Regions from separate parts of the Mus musculus genome. Here regions 1, 3, 4, 5, 6 and 7 are each linked to region 2. A link is a contact called in public Hi-C and promoter capture Hi-C data. All regions are on one chromosome and are shown on one strand. Each heading gives the region's core, a stretch centred on a gene start, on an enhancer-like site or on the middle of the called end of the contact. The rest is flanking DNA. Distances are from core to core; before and after follow the strand shown. Region 1 holds the start of 1700084E18Rik (RIKEN cDNA 1700084E18 gene). Region 2 holds the start of Setx (senataxin). Region 3 holds the start of 1700001O22Rik (RIKEN cDNA 1700001O22 gene). Region 4 holds the start of Miga2 (mitoguardin 2). Region 5 holds the start of Tor1b (torsin family 1, member B). Region 6 holds the start of Nup188 (nucleoporin 188). Region 7 holds the start of Dolpp1 (dolichyl pyrophosphate phosphatase 1).

What was found. Promoter capture Hi-C pulls out the DNA fragments that hold promoters and counts their contacts. A called contact is a pair of places that touch in the nucleus more often than the background predicts.
Region 1: a promoter capture Hi-C map of pre-B cells shows a contact between it and region 2, with 2.4 times the contacts expected there. The contact joins the promoter of 1700084E18Rik here to the promoter of Setx in region 2. A contact is called at or near these places in 1 of 39 promoter capture datasets (pre-B cells), 1 of 484 Hi-C or Micro-C datasets (muscle stem cells) and 1 of 115 datasets of contacts at active chromatin or transcription factors (astrocytes).
Region 3: a contact with region 2 is called in a promoter capture Hi-C map of pre-B cells, with 2.6 times the contacts expected there. The contact joins the promoter of 1700001O22Rik here to the promoter of Setx in region 2.
Region 4: a Hi-C map of muscle stem cells shows a contact between it and region 2, with 7 times the contacts expected there. The contact joins the promoter of Miga2 here to the promoter of Setx in region 2. A contact is called at or near these places in 1 of 39 promoter capture datasets (pre-B cells), 1 of 484 Hi-C or Micro-C datasets (muscle stem cells) and 1 of 115 datasets of contacts at active chromatin or transcription factors (astrocytes).
Region 5: a contact with region 2 is called in a promoter capture Hi-C map of liver, with 4 times the contacts expected there. The contact joins the promoter of Tor1b here to the promoter of Setx in region 2. A contact is called at or near these places in 2 of 39 promoter capture datasets (liver and pre-B cells).
Region 6: a contact with region 2 is called in a promoter capture Hi-C map of pre-B cells, with 3 times the contacts expected there. The contact joins the promoter of Nup188 here to the promoter of Setx in region 2. A contact is called at or near these places in 1 of 39 promoter capture datasets (pre-B cells) and 1 of 115 datasets of contacts at active chromatin or transcription factors (astrocytes).
Region 7: a promoter capture Hi-C map of pre-B cells shows a contact between it and region 2, with 2.2 times the contacts expected there. The contact joins the promoter of Dolpp1 here to the promoter of Setx in region 2.

The regions. Positions count from the first base shown.
Region 1 is chr2:30,236,369-30,239,068 of GRCm38.p6, forward strand. 1700084E18Rik (RIKEN cDNA 1700084E18 gene) reads right to left here and starts at 1,263. Exons shown (of 1, transcript NR_028299.1): 1 at 829-1,263. Lrrc8a (leucine rich repeat containing 8A VRAC subunit A) reads left to right here and starts at 1,401. Exons shown (of 4, transcript NM_177725.4): 1 at 1,401-1,437.
Region 2 is chr2:29,123,553-29,126,252 of GRCm38.p6, forward strand. Setx (senataxin) reads left to right here and starts at 1,440. Exons shown (of 26, transcript NM_198033.2): 1 at 1,440-1,997; 2 at 2,300-2,411.
Region 3 is chr2:30,800,325-30,803,050 of GRCm38.p6, forward strand. 1700001O22Rik (RIKEN cDNA 1700001O22 gene) reads right to left here and starts at 1,413. Exons shown (of 7, transcript NM_198000.3): 1 at 816-1,413; 2 at 590-677; 3 at 400-492. The coding sequence starts at 1,233.
Region 4 is chr2:30,362,920-30,365,619 of GRCm38.p6, forward strand. It overlaps Miga2 (mitoguardin 2), which reads left to right and starts at 1,314. Exons shown (of 16, transcript NM_001242407.1): 1 at 1,314-1,386.
Region 5 is chr2:30,951,690-30,954,389 of GRCm38.p6, forward strand. It overlaps Tor1b (torsin family 1, member B), which reads left to right and starts at 1,312. Exons shown (of 5, transcript NM_133673.3): 1 at 1,312-1,534; 2 at 2,063-2,328. The coding sequence starts at 1,336.
Region 6 is chr2:30,285,057-30,287,756 of GRCm38.p6, forward strand. It overlaps Nup188 (nucleoporin 188), which reads left to right and starts at 1,360. Exons shown (of 44, transcript NM_198304.3): 1 at 1,360-1,414. The coding sequence starts at 1,383. Dolk (dolichol kinase) reads right to left here and starts at 1,298. Exons shown (of 1, transcript NM_177648.3): 1 at 1-1,298. The coding sequence starts at 975.
Region 7 is chr2:30,390,939-30,393,638 of GRCm38.p6, forward strand. It overlaps Dolpp1 (dolichyl pyrophosphate phosphatase 1), which reads left to right and starts at 1,316. Exons shown (of 8, transcript NM_020329.4): 1 at 1,316-1,574. The coding sequence starts at 1,499.

The DNA of each region.
Region 1 (2,700 bases), core at 13-2,512, 1.1 Mb after region 2:
AAATATACCTTAGTATGTGGATAAATATACTTATATCCCCCTTTCTCTTTATATAAATTTAAGGTTAAGGGGCTGGGCTGGAGAGATGGCTCAGCAGCTAAGAGCACTGACTGCTCTTCCAGAGGTCCTGTCACTGTAAAAGGGGGCGGAGATCATTCAGTGAGGGAAGGGTCATCTGTACAGCCTGTGTATATTAGTCAGCTGGTGCACACACCACTGATACCCAACTCCACAAAAACTCATTGCTGTGCTCCCTGCCTTTCTTCTTTCACGTAAGCTACTGGAACTCGTCCCATACTGGAGTACATGAAACACTTTGTTTTAATAGCTGAACAATTTCCCAACCTAAGGATTACTACAGTTAGCCTGGGAATTATGAGGACCCGGGAAGATTAACACACACACACAGCTAGCGTCTGGAGGCTTGGTTCTGAAGATGTGGTTTTATCCTCAGCTCAGCTCAAAATTCGCTGCTAACGTTAGGCTGGAGGTTTCCCGATAGAGAATTCCCCTCACACCCTCTGCCAATCCTCTATCTCCAGCCAGAAGCCGGGGAACCGGACAAAGAGATCCCCACCAGAAGCCCTTGCTTACAAAAGTCGGAGCAAAATACTGGATAAAGCAGATACTTAGTTTCAAAGTGACCACTGGACTCAGGACACACCTACCAGATTCCTAAACTCCAATACCTTCTCAAGCACGGCACTACCTCTCTCCCCTCTTCTACAAAAAGTTCCTAACCCAGTCCAGTCCAACGACTTCAAAGATCTCCTAGTGTGAGACAGTGAACTCGCCGGGGCGCGACTAATCGCCCAAGAAACCTTTAAATTTAGTTCAACTGTGTTTATTGCAGCGGCGGCGGAGAAGCCATTCAGTTAACTCGGAATTATGCGGCTTTTCAGGGACAACCGTCGCAAGCCGGACGTGTCGAGGCGCGCGTCAGCATCAGCAGGGCAGTTACATTTGCGGGCACCTGAAGAGTTTGGGCAGCGAGTCAGCTAACGAGCAGCACTAAAGGTATGAGGACGCTGGCCCAATGGCGATCGGAACCCGAACAAAGGAGGTGAGCGGATACTTGCGTCAGCTTGGGTCACTTGGCCGCTCTGGCCAGAGTAACGCATCCCTTAAGTTGCAGGGATCCCTGTCCCTTTAAGGGGGCTTAGTTCTGTCCCGTTACTTCCGCCCCGAAGTGGCTTGGCGCAGGCACGTGGACGGGAGTAGGGTGAAGCCGCCTCAAGCTTTCCCCTTAACAGACATGGCGACGGCCGGGATGCCGCGGGTGCGTCCGGCCGTGACGTCACTTCCGGGGCGGGGGAGGCAGAGTGGTGCAGTGAGGGACAAACAAAAGGAGGCGCTGGAGGAGCGCGGCGGCGGGCGGCCGGACTGGGAGGTGGAGGGCCCGGGCTGCCTGCGGGCGGCTGCGAGCGGAGAGCCCAGGTGAGCGGGTCGGGTGGGGGATGAGACGCGCGCTGTCACCGCACGGGACGCTCTCCTCGGACGCGCGCTCCGCCCCTTCAAGTTCTGCGGGGCTCTCGCTGCCCAGGGGCGCCGGCCACCCTGGCCCCGCGCTGGGCTTCGCTCCGCCCTGCCTCCCGCGGGCGCCGGCTCCGGTCTCCACCCTCCAGGCCGTGCGGCGGCGCGCGAGCCCCCTCCCGGGCACCCTGTTCTCCGCGCGCCTCTCACCCGAGTTTCCGCCGCGGTCCTCAGGCCGCACTTGCCGCGCTGGTCCCCGCAGATCCGCGCCCCTTGGCGCACGCGCCCCCTTCCCAGAGGTTCCACCCGGGGTTCTCTTGACAGCTCCCCCACCAGCTCTTACAGTTCTTGGCCGTGGGCTTCCCGGCGCCGGCTTCTCTTTAGACCACTCCCTCTTCCTGATCTCCCGGACTGTCCCCTGCTATGGGGAAGGGAGCACAGGCTTTTGGGACCTCAGACTGGGGCTCCCTGAACGACCGACTCCTGATATGAGAGTCTGTTTCGTTCTGTCCCTGTTTTGTGCATCTCTTGGGCAGGAGTGACAAGTACAGGAGGTTGTTGGTGAGCTGGAGGTCAGCAAAGGCGACCCCAAGCTGAAGGAACAGCAGAGTTCGGGATGACAGTGGCAGGGGGTGGGGGCTTGTTTTTTGAGATAGGGTCTCAACTATGTAGCCTTGACTGTCCTCAAACTCTCTCTGTAAACCAGGCTGGCTGGCCTCGAGCTCACGGAGATTCACCTGTCTGGTTCCTGAGTGCTGGGTAGAGACGTGGGCCTCTAACCTCTGTTTGAGACCAGGGTTCTTGAACCTGCCATGCACTGGACTGGAGTGAGTCAAGATGGGCTGGTTCTGCTTGATACAGTTGTTGTCTTGTTTTGAAAGAACACATTGAGTGAGCATTAGCTTTTTCTTGATGGGAACTGGGCTGACATAGTGGTAGTTCTAGGACAGCCACTCTTGTACAACCTCCTCTAACGCTGCCCTAGCTAGGACAGGGACAGCTTTAAGGATGAGGTGTGGAGGGGAGAGAGTCTTTGTGAGGATGGGGACACTTGTCTGCTGAATTTTGGAGACAGAAATGAGTAGCCAGAGGCTACAAAGTCTTTTCCTGCCTTGCAAGTGTGTCAGTGGTCTCTTTAACTCTGCCATCTGTGTTATGTCCTCTGAAGTAGAGAAAATGGCCAGTGCAGGAAGAATAAGTTGACCATTGAGGGTAGGAGAGGGGGTA
Region 2 (2,700 bases), core at 190-2,689:
AAGGGCATCTGTTCTCATCACTTAGGACCGAAGTTTCAGACAGATGTGAACTGCAATGTGGCGCTAGAAAATTAACTCTGGGTCCTCTGGAAGATCAGTAAGTGTTCCTAACTGCTGAGCTCTCGCTCCAGCGTCAGACTTGTGTTTCTTACACTCAAGAGTAACTTAGCATTTATGTCCTTTCACGAATAAAGCATGGTATATTGCTGAAGTCTGAAATCTGGGTTACGAATTCTGCCAGGATCTGTATCATCAGGGACAAGGAACTGCGGGTAGTTTCTATCATTTCCCCTCATTTCTGAAAATTTCAGTTAGCTATCAAGAGTCTTGTTTAAAAAAAAACTATCATAAATGTGTTACTTTAAAAACCATGCATACATATAGTGCTTCTAGTTTGAAACCACTTTCTGCAACTTTGATTTTGATAGAAACCTTTGACGAAATGAAAAAAAAGGGGGGGGGGAGAAAATAACGGTCAGCTTCAACTGCCGCTTCCTGATTGGCTAAAGCCCCTCTAACGGTCATCTGCTGCCTTATAAACCACACCCCCTTTTCTGGAACGTTCCTTAGAGCTTTACCCTCGTGCTTCAGGCGCTGGCTTCTCATTCTGCGTTAAGGTTCTCCAGGGTAGGAAGGTCTCTGACCCACCTGCCACCTCTAAGAGCCTTGTTCTTTTCTGTGGCGTTGGCAATGGAACCCAGTGTTACAGTGTGACAGGTGAGTGCTCCTGAGTTACTTTCTTGCACACTTTCCTTTAAAAAAAAAAAAAAAAGGAAAAAAAAAAAAAGAAAAAGAAAGAATGTTAACTTTTAATTTTTGGTTAATTTAGGCCTCCAAATCGCTGACCTCCAGGTCTGGAGTTGAAACCTCATCACACCCTTTCCTTTTTAAAAAAAAGAATTATTTTAATTTTAAAATTTTGGTGAATGTAATGTAGGCCTCGAAATCGCTTTCTGTACGAGGCTGGCCTTTGGGCCTGGATGCGCTGGCTTTAAGCCTTCTGAGTACAGGGACCACAGGCTGCCGGGCTTGTAAAGTGATTTGTTTTTTTCCTAAATTCCGTTTTTGAGGAGGAGAGGTTTTGGGCCACCCAACTGTCCTTTGGGAAATCTGACATGACTGTGTTCCATTATCGGAGCCTGTTCTGGGTCGGAAACGGGCAGAGCCCTCGACTTGGGGCGCCCTTGCAGAATCACGCACACATTTTATTGTTTAGGTTTCGGACGGAAACGTGACAGACGTCGCGGACGTTGGGGAGCGGAAGAGCCCAAAGGGAACCAGCAGGTAAGCATCTCCCCGAAGAGGGTCGGGGAAGGGGCGGGGTGAGAAAGGGGGCGGGACGAGGAAAGGGGCGGGGACAGGCTCCTCGGCTAATTTACCGCTCCTTTGGACGGGAGTCCTTGATTGGTCGGACTTACCCCCCTCGTTCCGGAAGTGACGCCACTCAGCGGTCAGGCCGGTTGTTCCCCGCTGCTGCACTTTCCACCTCCCGTCCGCCCCCATGGTCCGCCCCCTTGGTGTACCACAACAAGCCGGCTCTGGCGGGGGCGGGCTGAGGGCGGGGTCCGCTCTCGCGGCAGCGGCGGGTTGGGCGTTGGGCGTCGCCTTGCCCTTCCGTCTGCTGTTCTAGCGGGGGGCATGGAGGTGGGTTAGCGCGCTGCAGCCGGGCCTAGCCGGGGTGAGACGCGCCGCGGACAAGCCGCGAGCGGGCGAACGAGCAGGAGAGGAGAGCGCGTGCGCGGTGAGGGGCGCGCGGCTTACTGCCGTTGGGAACTTGCGCGCGGCCTGCGGGAGCGGGCGCCTGCTGTGACCCTTCTGGAGAGCTGCGTTTGGTGAGAGCGGCGGCTTGCCGCTGCTACCAAGGGCGGGCAGCGCTTGGTGTTTCCTGCAAGCGAGGCCCGCCCCCGGATCTCTGCTGTTCTGGCATCAGCACCGCCGGCCCTGGGCAACGATGTACAGCGAGGACCCTTAGCTTCGGGGCGAGGGAGGCCTCCCGGGTAAGGATCCGACCCTCTGTCCTGGCGTCGCTTCCGCATGGGCACCCGGACGCCCTCCCCGCCGTACCAGGCGTTGCGGTGTGGACAGCCTCCCGTACGCCCACAGCGGATGTGATCAAGTGCCTATTTGGCCCCTGGAGGAGAACAGTCCCTAGGGAAGTTGGGGGGGGGGATCAGTGTTAAGCCGTTCCCCCCAGTAGTGTGTGGATCTAACCTGACCTAGGTAACTCATTAGATGACACAAGGCCCAGGTGAGATGCATAATGTAAGGGACATTTTATCAGTTTTTATTTTAATTTCAGAAATGTTCTTTTTGGGGGCCAAAGTGTGAATCTGTCTGAATGCAGAGCCACATCTCACAGATAAGCCCAGCAATCACAAAGAGCATCACTTCTCTGTAGGACCTTGGTCAAGGTAATTGTCTTATTAAACAATAACTTCTTTTTTAGTTATTTGATAAGTACTAGAGTTAAAAATGTGGCATAGATCCATACCTTGACATGCCCTCTTCTGGTGTGTCTGAAGATAGCTACACTGTACTCATATAAATAAAACAAATCTTTAATTTTTTTTTTAAAATAAGTCTAATGTGTGCAGTAACCTCTGGCAGCATTTTGTTAGGAATTTTTGGAGGTAGGTCAGGTGAGGCAGAGAGATTAGACTTAGTAATTCGGGCAAATGATGAAAGAATAGGAAGACTCAA
Region 3 (2,726 bases), core at 163-2,662, 1.7 Mb after region 2:
CTGAATAAACAAAAGACTGGCTGTCTGGCAGTCCAGCAGTTTGGGGGCAGTTATGAGTTCATGGCCAGTTAGATGCTTCGATGGCTAGGTGGATGGAGATTCACAATAGCTTATAGAAGACCTGGTTTGTGAGTAAGGGGTTAGGTGCGTGAAAGGATGGATAGGTGAGTGGATCGATAGATACACGGTAAATCCATTACTAAATGTCTGGAAACAAGGGAGCGAACGAATGCCTTCCTGTTCCCATTCCCAGAACTCATGGCTTGGGGAAATGATAGAAGTGATTGTTAGGCAAGCCTATGACCTCCTTTCCATCCCCCAAGCCCACGTGATGGTGGGAGGAGAGAGTCAACGCTACAAAATTATAGCACGTGTGTACTCACAACAGCTACTACTCACGGATGGGCCTTTTTGGCTCTGGCAAGTTCACCTCTTGGGAGCCCCAGGGTAGTCTTCTCTTTAAAATTGTTGTCCCAGTGCAATGGTTTGTCCCTCAAAGAGAAAGAAGTCACAGCTGATGTGAGCAGAGGCCCACCTTGGTAGCACTCAAGGCAACCCCTCCTTCATCAAGAGGGTCCCCTCCGCTTACCACAGGTCTGGGAGGAATAAGCAGCTGGAAGACCGAGAAGCTAGGCAGTGATTTGATGTACTCCTAGGGTTATGTGGCGCTGAGGGTGCTGGGTGGGGACAACAGGAGGAGGAAGGAAAGGAGAAGGGGGAGGAGGAGAGCCCGTTGAGATGGAGACAGTCCTCGCTTGGGAACCCCAGACTCCGCGCACACACACCCACTCCCCACCCCATCCCCCCGGCCTCACGGTCCGCCTCTGGGTCTGCGCTCTCGGCGCTCAGGTGGTGCAGGAAGTGGCGGAACTTGTTGGGCAGCAGCTTCCCCAGCAGCGTGCCCAGGGAGTCAGGGTTGTCGCGGGCTGCAGGCTGCCGGTTCCCCCGAGTTCCCGCCTCCCGGGCCGAGCTGCTCGGCTGCAGCGACGGCAGTAGCAGTGCGCGCGCGGTCCCACGGTCTCGCCGAGCGTTCGGGGACTCGGGGGACCCGCAAGGCAGGCGCTGGGACTTGCGGTCCCGCCGCCACGCGCCGTCTACATCTCGCCCCACACGGCCTTCGAGCATTGGCAGCAGCATCGGCAGCCGCTTAACAGGGCGGCGCTGGGTGGTCCCGTCGGGATATCCCTTGGGCTTGTAGGCCGGGGTCCCCTCCATGGACTGGCGCCGGAACATCCTGAGTCAGAGCTCGGCTCAGGACACCTTCGCGCCCGGGGGACGCGCAGGGGCGAGCGGGGCCGCAGGAAGGTCGTATTCCAGCCCGCAGTCCATAGCGCCGGGAAGGGGCAGCAGAAGCCGACTCCGGCAGGACCCTAGCCTGCTGTGTCCCGGCGCAAAGGCGGTGAGGGCGGGAACGCCAGCCCTTTGGGGCGGCTGTGACGTTGACATGAGCTAGAGCACGCGGAGCGCCTGGCACAGTGCAGAGCTCTCTGCACCTGCTGGCCTAAGACCGCCTTTCCTATCACTTAGCACACTTGGGAGAGGGTTTGTCTAGAATGTGCAAGAAACTGAGCGTGGCGGCCCATGCCTGTGATTTCAGCACTTGGGAGGCAGTTGCATAGGCTAGAGAAACAGATCAGCGAGAGGACCGGACTTAGATTCCCATACCGTATATACAGAACAACTCACAGCCTCCAGTGCCAAAGTTATCCGCCACTCTTCTAGCCTCAAGGTCACCAGGCACGCACAAAATGCACTGCCATGGAGGCAAAACACTCATACTCATATTTTTTTTTTTTAAATTAAGGCTATTGTCAGGAAGTGGTGGCACATGCTTTTAATCCCAGCACTCAGGAGGCTGAAGCTGGTGGATCTCAGAGTTCGAGGCCAGCCTGGTCTACAAAGTGAGTTTCAGGACTAAACAGAGAAACCTTGTCTTGAAAAACAAAACAAAACAAAAAACCTCAAGGCTATTAAGTGTGGTAGTGCACAGCTTTAGCTCTAGCACTTGGGAGGCAGAGGCAGGCATCTCTCTCAGTTTGTGGCTACCCTGGTCTACATATGAATTCCAGGCCAGCCAGAGCTACATAGTAAGAACCTGTCTCAAACACAGGGCAATGGTGGCACACACCTTTAACCCCAGCACTTGGGAGGCAGAGGTAGGCGGATTTCTGAGTTCAAGGCCAGCCTGGTCTACAGAGTGAGTTCCAGGACAGCCAGGGTTACACAGAGAAACCCTGCCTCAAAAACAAAACAAAACAAAAACCAAAACAAGAGAGAGAGAGAGAGAGAGAGAGAGAGAGAGAGAACCTGTCTCAAAATAAACAATTCAAGGTTGTGCTTGGCTATATACCAACTTCAAGGTCAGCGTGGGCTAAATGAAATCCTGTCTAAAAAATATGATTTAGAACAGTGTTTCTCAACCTGTGGGTTGTGACCCTTGTGAGGGTCACAACGGCCTTTTCACAGGGGTCACCTAAGACCATCAGAAAACACAGATATTTACATTACAATTCACAACAGTAGCAACATTACAGTTACAGTTAGAGGTTGCAATGGAAATAGTTATATATTTGGGGTCAACACAGCATGAGGGAGCGTGCATAGGGAGGCTGAGAACCACTGACTTAGCGTTTTGTTTCTGCTCCAATCCTTAATAGTCTTGAGATCTGGGCAACCAGAGAGCTTTCCCCTAAAGACTAGGACAAAGCCTGCATCTGACTCTTTGT
Region 4 (2,700 bases), core at 64-2,563, 1.2 Mb after region 2:
ACACTGGCTGAAAAGGATCAGTAACTGGAGGCTGGAGAGATGGCTCAATTGGTAAGCCCAGTGTATTGTTCTTGCAGAGAACTAGGGTTCAATTCCCAGCACCCACAGAATTCCTCTCAGTTGTAACTCCAGTTCCAGGCGATCAGAGGTCGCCCTCTTCTGGCCTATATAGGCACTACTTGCACCTTTTACCAAAAAAGTTCACTTTGGCCTTTATTTTTTTCCCCTGATATTCAAATAATAATTATTTACTAATTTAGAATTTGGATGTAGCTGGGCAGAGTTTCACATGCTTGTATATAATTCCAACACTTCGCCGGGCAGTGGTGGTGCACGCCTTTAATCCCAGCTCTTGGGAGGCAGAGGCAGGCAGATTTCTGAGTTCGAGGCCAGTCTGGTCAACAAAGTGAGTTCCAGGACAGCCAGGGCTACACAGAGAAACCCTGTCTCGAAAAAGAAAGAAAGAAAGAGAGAGAGAGAGAGAGAGAGAGAGAGAGAGAGAAACCCAAAAAACCAAACCAACCAACCAAACAAACAAAAAAAACCCCAATAATTCCAGCACTTCAGGCGATTGGAGGCAGGAGGATCAAGAATTCAAGATCAGCGGGCAGTGCGGTGGTGACACCTGGCTTTAATCCCAACAGAGGGCAGGAGTTCCAGGACAGCCTGGGCTACACAAAAAAAAAATCGCCTCAGAAAATAACAAAACAAAACAAAAAAAACCAAAAACCAACCCAACCAACCAAAACCCCAAACCAAACCAAACTAAAAAACAAACATACAAAACCTGCTAGTCTCCAAAGCATAGATCCTTTAGGAACCCTGTCTCAAAAAAAAAAAAAAAAAAAAAAAAAAAAAAAAAAAATCCAAAACCAAGAAACCAAACCAAACCATGCATAAATAAGGGTTGTAGATGTGCGTGTGCGTGCATGCGTGTGTGCCTGTTGGTGTGAGAGTATGTGTAGCGCAGGAGTTTGGTAATCAGGTGTGACATCCCAGTGACAACAACGCTGAGGACCAGCGTGTGGCAGAGACTCTCTAAGCAGCTGCTTCCCAGAAAGCCCCAGGTGTCCACTAACTCCACCGCCTTTTTAGTGTCCGTGTGTCTGTCTAATCCTAGTGACCAATCGGAGGAGAGAAGAGGACATTCCACACTGCAACCACACTTAGGGGGCGGTGCGAAAAGCGAGGGAGGCGGAGTCTGCGTGATCACGTAGCTCACCCCATTGGCCAAGGGCCTCGCCGATGCGGAGCGATATGGAGACGCTCATTGGTCAGAGCTGTGTTGGCCGGCCCGAGGCCACGCCTTCCCCATCCAGCGGCGTGGTTTGGTTGTATTGCCGCCTGGAAAGGAGACGCTGCCCTTCCCCAGCGATGGGATCCCTGGTGAGTGACGGCCACTGCGCGGGCGACCAGATCAGCAGGGCTAGAAGCGAGGCTTGCGGAGCATGGAACCCGGCCCACGCCGGGGTCTGCGATCCAGCCAGCCCGCGAAGGTGTCCAAGGTGGGATGAGTGGATCCCCTGGACCAGGCGGCTCGAGAGGATGCGTGGCTCCGTGGGTGGAACGAGAAAGGAGCTGGGTCAGAGAGGAGACTCCCGGGCCTGGAACGCTGCGAGCATCTAAAAGTATGGTCGCGGGCACCTCCCCCCCCAGGTGTGCCGGCTGTGGGCAGCGCTGTATGTGGACAGCGGTCAAGGATGTCCTAGGGAGGTCGGGGCCAAAGCAGGAAGGTCCCTGCCCAGGCTCCGCAAGGAGCAGATACTGAAGCTTGGAATATTGTTGATGTTCACTGTGGGGTTGCCCAATGCCCGGCTGCGTGGGATCCCACAGAGATGTGCAGGGGTGGGACAAACAGGACATGAGGCAGAGTGAGCTGTAGTACTGCCTGGTTCTGATAACACAGCCAGGTCAAAGTGGGACGAGAGAATGCTCAGGCCAATTAGTAGGGTTGGCTTGCACAAAAGAGGAGGGCCTGGATTGGAAAGCCGGGATATCAGGCCTAAGGTGCCAGGGTGGAGGAGCAGATAACCTACCTGCTCAAGAATGTGGAGCAGGATTGGTGGCCAGCATTAGAATAGAGAGACAGGTAGGATATGATGATGAGCTTGGACCCTTCCTTCCTCTTGGGCACAGACAAGGCTAACTGGACTCACCTGCAAACAGATGCCAGGCCTCCCCTTCCCTCTCTCCTCCTGCCTGGATCCTAGAATAGGCTCACCTCTAATACCAGGTGGCCTTCCCAGACGTTCAAGGCCCTCAGGTTTGATACAAGCAAGCAGCAGGCAATGGCTAGGGTGCTCGGCCCAGCCTCGGTCCTCATCTCTCAAAGCCTCAGTATTCCTATCCTTGCGTGCTCTGAGAAGGACTCCACTGAGGCCTCACAGAGAGCTAGTGCGCTGGCTTGTTGAAATGCTCTGAGAAGTATATCTCCTGCTATTTGATGTCCTTGTCTCTCACTCAGTGCCCTGCCAGGCTGGAGGCACATCATAGCCCACTTAACCTCTAGGCAAAAATGTACCCTGCCCTTGACAGTGTGGCAATTTCTTTAGCCCTTGAACCTCACTCTGCCTGCCAGCCCTCTTGCCCTCTCCCCTCCCCCCACAGCCCTAGGGCCAGCCTGATAGGGCTGTATGCCTTCCCCCACTCACCAAGGATAATCTGTTCCTTGTTCATGTCTTGTGCTGGCCTAGTGACTTT
Region 5 (2,700 bases), core at 62-2,561, 1.8 Mb after region 2:
GGCGCACACCTTTAATCCCAGCACTTGGGAGGCAGAGGCAGGCGGATTTCTGAGTTCGAGGCCAGCCTGGTCTACAGAGTGAGTTCAAGGACAGCCAGGGCTCCGCAGAGAAACCCTGTCCCAAAAACAAAACAAAACAAAACACCCAAACAAACAAACAAACAAAAAGGAAAAAAGCCTGTGGCTTCAAATTCTATATCAAGTTGATATAATGAAGGCGTGTGGAGGAGTAATCACACATTTCAGACGGGCTGTTTACAAACTCTACTCTTTACATAAACCACACCACTGCTTGTTTTCTGCATGACCAACTTCGTCGGTTTTTGATTAATACCTCTAATCTTCAGCATAGGCAAAGGCTTTCCCTGCCCCACAGTACCTGGACTTTGATGACTCAGTAGTCCTTGTCCCCTTGCTTGCCTCCCCTACAGCCTGTGTGTCCTGAAAGGCAGGACCAACTCTACTCCATGGATGAATTCCCAGCGGGCAACCTGGGGCCCACTGTGTGGTATGCGCATAGACAAATGTCTGTCTCCCTTGTGAATCCCCCACAGGTGTCCCTATGTGCGTTACATCCCTAGTGCTCAGCCCTGTCTCTCTCACAACAAGCACACATTATTGTTGCTATTATTATTATTATTATTTTATTTATTTATGTATTATCTTATATGTATGTGCACGCCTGAGCTTCTGTACAGCACCGTATACGTGGAGGTGCCCACAAAGCTCGGAGGAAAAGTTCTGGAGGTACAGGCAATCATAAGCCACCAGATGTGGATGCTGGGAGCCCAATCTGGGCTTTTGATTTTTATGTGTGCATAATTTTCCAATAATTTTATTATGTTGTGTGTATGATTGTTTTGCTTGCGTGTATGTCTGTGTCCCGTGTGTGTGTGTGCAGTGCTTACAGAGGCCAAAAGAGAGTGGCAGAACCCCTGGAACTGGTTAGAGACCGTCACAAAACAGGAATGTGGGTGCTTGGAAGTGAACCCAGGTCCTCAGGAAGAGCTAGTCAGTGCCCCTAACAACTGATCCATCTCTGCGTTCTCTCCCTCTCTCCGTCTCCTGTGTGTGTGTGTGTGTGTGTGTGTGTGTGTTTGTATAACAAACCAACCAACAAACAAACAGGACCTCTAAAAGATAGGAATGAAATTCCTTTAATGGTCTCTAGAGGGTTTCCTGACACTCACAACGTTGGTGACAATAATCTCCCCGCCCCTTTCCAACAAGGCGGCTTTCTAGCTAAGCGGAAGTGACAGCGCCGTACCGGAAGTTCAGTCCCTGGGACTGAATCCTGCGCTCGGAGCGCAGCCGCACGGTGCTTCCCTGCGTGCGATGAGACGAATCGGAGCGTTTGGGGGCTCCACGGCCCTGTGGGCGCTGCTGGCCGCCCACGTGGCGGGGGCGTTCGAGCCCGTAAGCGTGGGCATCGCCATCGGGGCCGTGTCGGCGCTCACCGGCTACCTGTCCTATACCGATTTCTACTGCCGCTTCACCGAGTGCTGCCATGAGGAACGGCCCCTCAACACGTCGGGTATGTGCCCGCGGGCCGGTCGGGGCGGGCGGGAGGGCACTGGGAGCTTGGCTCCCGCTCCTGCTGGATGCGGCGCCGCGGGAGACACACACGGCCGGGACCTCGCCACACCTTTGCAGGCCTTGCAATGACCACCTGGAGAACTGAACGCAACGGGGCCAGCTGGTGCGCCCCGCCAGGGGGTGCCAGGCGTGGAGCTCCATCCAGAAAGCCCGCCTGTTGCTCTTGCTGTTTGTTTGTTTTTTTTTCGAGCCATCAGGGGTGGCGGGAAAGCTAGCCCGGAGCACAGCCGCCAAATGGTTCTTCCCTGGATGAAAGAATCTGTGTAGCTTGTTTGACATTTAGATGTTAAGGAGAACTGGCACTTAAGGATCTGACTGTAGGTCCTTATGATTCTGGCTCTGATCTGTGAGATCTCTGCATTTTTCATCCCTTCTGGCCCTGCTGGATCAGTCGCTAACTGTGCCTCTGACTCAGGTACTTTTTTAACCTGTGTTTTTCTCTTTGTTCCGGTGCGGGCCTCCGCAGCCCTCAAGCTGGACTTGGAAGAGAAGCTGTTTGGACAGCACCTTGCCACCGAAGTGATTCTCAAGGCATTGACTGGCTTCAGGAACAACAAAAATTCCAAGAAACCATTGACTCTGTCCTTGCACGGCTGGGCTGGCACGGGCAAGAATTTTATCAGCCAGATTGTGGCTGAAAACCTTTATCCAAAAGGCCTGAAGAGTAACTTTGTCCACCTGTTCGTCTCTACTTTGCACTTCCCTCATGAGCAGAAGATAAAGGTGTACCAGGCAAGAAAACCTACCGATTTTTGATCATATGCCTGGGGTACTTTACTCAGTAGCTCTGGCCTCTGCTTTTCTTTCTCTGCCTTGAAGTGCTCCATCTGGCCTCTGCTTTGCTTTCTGCTATTTATTTGACTGAGTTTTACTGTGTAGGTCTGGCAGGCCTGGAACTCACAGAGATCTACCTACCTCTGCCCTCCAAAGGCTGGGATTAAATGCCTAGCCTCTCTTTATTTATACTTTCTGAGACAGTGCCTCATCGTGTAGTCCAGGCTGGCTTTGGTGTTAGGGATCCAGCTTTCTGAGGGCTGAGATCAACAGGCATCTATCAATTTGCCCAGTTTATGGCATGTGGGAGAGAGGGTGGTTTTAGACAGG
Region 6 (2,700 bases), core at 110-2,609, 1.2 Mb after region 2:
CTTCTTGGACTCAGAAGACGACCGCTTAGCATTCTGGTACAGCACCACCAGGCAGGCCACAGAGGCCAGCAAAGACCAATAGGCAAGGAGGTAGATGCGAGTTTCAGTGTAGAAGAGGAACTGAAGAAGCCAAAGCAGGGGGTTCCTACGAATGAGCCAGTGCAGCCAGGGCAGAACCACACCAAGGCCCAGCACACAGGTCATGAGGTGGAAGAAGATGGAAGAGGCCCAGGTGCCTGAATCCATGAAGACAAAGAGGGTGCTGAAAAAGACACCCATGAGCACCATCCCTACCACCACCACCAACAGGAAGAAGTCCACTGGGTCCCCCTGGCTTTCAGTCAGAGAGCGCTTGATGAGTTGGTTAAGGACGAAGCTAATGCCACCCAATACCAGCAGTGCCTCCCCAGGAGTGAAGCATCGGGGCAGCAGGTACAGCAGGATCATGTTGAGATAAACAAATATTAGCAGGACTTCCAGGACCTCGATCACCTCGCCTACACTGAGCGAGTGCCTCATAATATAAATGATAACGCCTCCAGCCAAACCAGAGATGGCACAAGTATTGGTGGGCACCGGGCGAGTAATGCCCAGTGCCAACACGGAGGAGAAGAGGGCCACTGCCATGCCAGTAGCTGCAACCACAATGCCGAAGCGCTCGAAGTATGGGTTCCCTGCAGTCTGGCAGCGCTCCTTCATGACTAGCCCAAGCAAAGGCATGACCATGGAGGCCGGCAGTAAGCCGCTGTTCGCGGACATCCGGAACTGGAAAACGGCATTGCCCTGCTGGAGCAGCCGGTCCCACTTGTACTGGACGTAGAAGGCCTGCACCGCGAGGGCCACCGCGCACCAGGAGTATCGGTCCCACACTGCAGCGTGGATGCTCAACACCACGGCGAACACCACTGCAGCCTCCGCCAGCACCGACCCGCTCAGCGCAGCCCCAGACTCCTGGGGAGGGCACTGTCGGGTCATGTCTCTAGGTCTGGCGCTCTTGGGAGAAGAAGTTTGGTGACTAGGGACGCCTTGGCCTCTGGGGCCCTCAACCCGCCAAGCAGAGGGGCAGCAATTTCACCCAGCCAGCAACCTTCTCCAGCTTCCAAAAGGGTGTTCCACCACGGGCCACTCTGAGGCCTGGGAGCCGGCGCCCAGTCACCCGCCTCCGCTGTCAACCTACGGTGTAGCAGATGTTTGCCCTCTTCACCGCTCACAGTCTCCACCGCCTCCACCGCGGACTCCCCTCGCACCAGGGCAGCGCCATCTTGACAGCCCCATCTTGACCACGCCCACCATCACGTGGCGGAAGCCCACGCCCCCAGGCTGGAGGATCCCAGTCACGTGGGTACGGCGCATGGGGGCGGGGCTGGGCCGCGCGCGCGAAGATGGCGGCTGCCGCTGGTGGGCCGTGTGTGAGGTGCGGAGTGGGGCGCGGCAGGGGGTGGCCGTGAAGCGCGGGCTGGGAGCTGGGCGGGAGTTGGGACCGGGGCTCAGCCGCAGTGGCAGAGACGAGCCCCGGCTGGGTGGACGGACACTTGCCGGGGAGGCGGTTAGGTCCAAACCGTTCCCGCTCGCGGGGCTGAGGACACTTTTGGAGCGGGCCTGCCGCTCTCCCTTCTCTCTCCGTGGTCCCTGAGCCTCCGGTAGTCCCCATACACCCACGCTTGCTCCACCACGTTGCCTGTAGGCACTGCGGGACATTTCGGGGTCGCCTGGAAGACCCACCCCACTGCGATCCCTTCCTTGCTGTCCCTGCGCCCTGCTCCCCCTCGGGTGTGCCTTGCCCACGCCGCGATTTCTTCCCGCGGGCATCCTTAGTTCCCGCCTTCTTTTATTTTTGGCTAATGCCGATATTGATGCAATCAGCAGGCATGCCTTCATCTTCCATGCGATTCCGGGTTTTGTGCCAGGCTTCGGACACAAGATGAATTACCCCGAAACAAATATACAGTTCTCACTTAAAAGAGTGCTTTTGTTTGTTTGTTTGTTTGTTTGTTTCTTTTTTGAGGTAAGGTCTCTTGCCTCTCGGGCAGGCCTTGAACTCCTTGTTGTCTTGCCTTTGCCTTCTTGGTGCGGAAATTACAGACATGAATTTCGAGCCCTGCTTGCCTTTAAAGAGCGCTTACTAGCGCCAGACCCTGGGAAAGTGCCGTGCAGGCCTTACCTCATTCATTTCTCACGACTAGGAGAGGCGCCTCCTGTTCCACAGGACTCAGAAGTCCAGTTCATACATAGGCAGTCCCCCCTTGTCAGCCCTCGAGATAATCCCCGTGAGCCTTCAGATGGAAGGCTCTAAAGCCTTAACCAGACCTCTGTATGTATCCACATTATAGATCAGAAAGGGTCTTCACTGCCCTTCCTCCCCTTAAATGTAAACATTCCCTGTCAGTCACCTGGAATTGACTCTGCCAGTTTTATTTGGTCTTGTTTCCTGTGGAAACCTGAAACGCCCAGACAGACATGTAATTATCACACACATTGCTGATCTTTCTCTCCATTAGCCTCTTCACCTTCCAGGGGTAACATTTTCTTTGGAGTTTCCTGTGGATAAAGTGTGGTCCTTGCAAGGGCCGGTTTGTTTCATGCCAGACCTTGTATCCACAGCTATGGATAAATACTTGTATGAAAACTGTAAAAAAATGAATTTTTTCAAAAGGAAAGGAAAGTTTTGGCTTGCCAGCAGGCTTTGAGCTTTCTGTGGAA
Region 7 (2,700 bases), core at 66-2,565, 1.3 Mb after region 2:
AGGTGACTAGGAGGTGGGCCCAGCTGGATAAGTTCAGGCTGGGTAGGGAGACGGAAGACAAGCTGAACACCACTGGGGGATTCTGAGTCCCCAGCCTACTTAGAGTAACCTACAATTCTGGCTTCCACGGGCTGCCAGACTAAGCCACTGTAGCTAGTGACCTCAGAACATAGAATATGGAGGGCCAAGGCTCCAACCTAGACCTACTGGGTACCCCCAGGTCTAAGGCAGACCCGGAACCTGCTTTTATTTTTATTTTTTTACTGTACATGCTCTGGGCCTTAGTCAGAGGTCAGAGAACCGTTGCATACTGGCAGAGGCAGACAAGGAAATAATTACAGTCAAGTGTAGCCAGAGATGAGGTAGGCAAAGGAGGTGCAATTGTGGGAGACCACTGGAACTCCCCCACCCCCTTTCTGAGGTAGCCCAGACTGGCTTCCAACTCACAGAGATCCCCCTGCTTCTGTGGAGGCCCTTCTCTTAATTTTCAGAACCTGAAGCTATGAACTGACAAGTCAGCCTGGGCCAGGCAAATGGGGCAGGAGTGTGTGTGCCCATTCCTTGCAGAGAAATTTGAGGAATTGGAATCTGGCCTAGACAGTAAGTAGGTCTGTCTGGAGAGAGTTGGTTCAGAAAGGGGACGTGGGTGGGAGGTGTGGCTGTTTCTTCAAGAATGTTTCTTCAAGAATGGGGAAACAGAGAAGGGTAGATGGAACATCTGGATTATACTGAAAATGGTCCCAAGTGGCCTCACTACGCTACGGCGTAATTGAAACGTATAGCATCCCATCTAAGATATCTACAATATGTGCTACATCCCAGAAGTGAGGACCAATAATTTTTTTTTAACAGAAAAGTTCCTTTGCGGAACTGCACCTCTTGTCTGTCAGTAAAGGGCAATAAAAAACTGCACTAGGTCTTTGACTTCAGTTTACATTTATGGACAGGAAGCCAGAACCTGGAGGACGAGGCAGAATGATGCTGGGGCAAGCCTAGCCTTCATAGTGAGGAACACATTTTTGTTTTCCAAATGGGTCGGTTGAGACCCGGTGGTGCTGAGGCTGCTCCTCCACTGCGCTCTGGGTTCTCAGGAGCTTTAACTCTGGGCGCAGGTGCCAGCCTAACCAAAGCTCCCACCAAAGTACAACACGCCCCCCGAGATAGCGCCTGATTGGCTCGCCCTTCCCACACGCCGAGCTAAGCTTACCTTTTGATTGGCTGTTCTGCGCTCTGTCCTGCGCTGCGAGTGCTCCATTCTCTTGATTGGTTAGTCAACTACCTGAACTCGCACGGGATTGGACACTGGCAAAGCTGCGCGAGTCCCCGCTCTCTGATTCGCCGCACGGGCCAGCCTCACGACCTGCACACTGAATGGCTGCGCCACTACCTGCAATCGGCCTCGGATTGGGTGCGTGGCGTCTCCCCGGCGTGATAGGTCAGGACCACCGCCCCCCTTGCTCCCCATTGGCTGCTCTGCGAAGCCCGGTCTCCGGGTAAGATGGCAGCGGACGGACAGTGCTCGCTCCCCGCTTCATGGCGGCCAGTGACCCTCACCCACGTCGAATACCCTGCAGGTAAGAGCCTGCCCCGGCTCCGAGGACGTTCTCCTCGAGCTGCCGCCACAGCCCCGGGCGTTCCGGGCCGCGCGGACCGCCTTCGGGGCGCCTTGGAACCGCGGTGGGAACTGTCAAACAGCGAGCCTTGGAGGGGCTCGGCCGGCGCGCGCGCCGCGCAGGCGCAGTGAGGCGGCGATGAGCAGGGAGAAATTGCGAGCGGCTCGCTCGTGTGCTCTGCGGCTGCGCGGCCGAGTCGCTCTCCGGGGTCCCGGGGTGCTGGTGGGCTGTCCTGGGCCGGGGGAGGGTCTGGATAGGGCGGGCGAGGATCTGGGCCTGGACTTTGTCCCTTGTGCCCCGCCCTCCCCCGAGCCAGAGAGGCCGCACTCCTGCTCGGCTGTGCAGGGAGTGACAGTTTCCTTCACTACGCTGCGGGCTGCTCACTGGAGAAAGCTCCCAGTTGCAGGGAGTGTGCAAACCCAGGCCAGGTTTGGGAGAATTTGCGGCGCCACGCCCTGAGCAGCGCGGCAGAGGCCAGCCGCCAAGGGGGCATGCAGCCCCTGGGAGCCTGACTTGTAAGAGCTTCCATCTGACACGCCTCTGGGAGTGCCCGCCTCTCTGGTGGGAAGGTCCATTAGCCATGGTTCTGAAGTTCCGGCTCGGCTCCATAGAGTGGAGCGGAGCGGAGCTTAGGCCTTGGGGTGAGACGTTTCCGGGCTCCAGGGTAGGCACCACCCCTCCAGTCACTTCATCTTAAGTGGCTCCAAGTACAGTGTCTCCTTTCTGTAATGGTGTGTGACTCAAATGACCACAGGCCTAAGAGGTGCTGGGCACAGAGCCTGGCCCACAGTGGACACCCAGTAAATACCTGTAGTTTATCTCTCTAGCTTGCCAGCACCCTCCCTGGATAAATGTTTGTTGCTGAGCAGCCGGGGCCCCCTTGCTGGCCTCTGGTTGTCCAGGAAGGGCCTGTCCTCTTGGGTAGAGGGCCTGAGAACTTGGGTCTGCTGAGAACACAGGGCCACAGGCCAGGAGAACTTTGCCTCTGGGTGTTCTGGGTTATACTTAAGGTGTGGCAGTCCAGGGATGGGCCCTATCAAAGTGCCTGTTCATTACCCAACCACCCATCCATCCATTCATTCTGCAT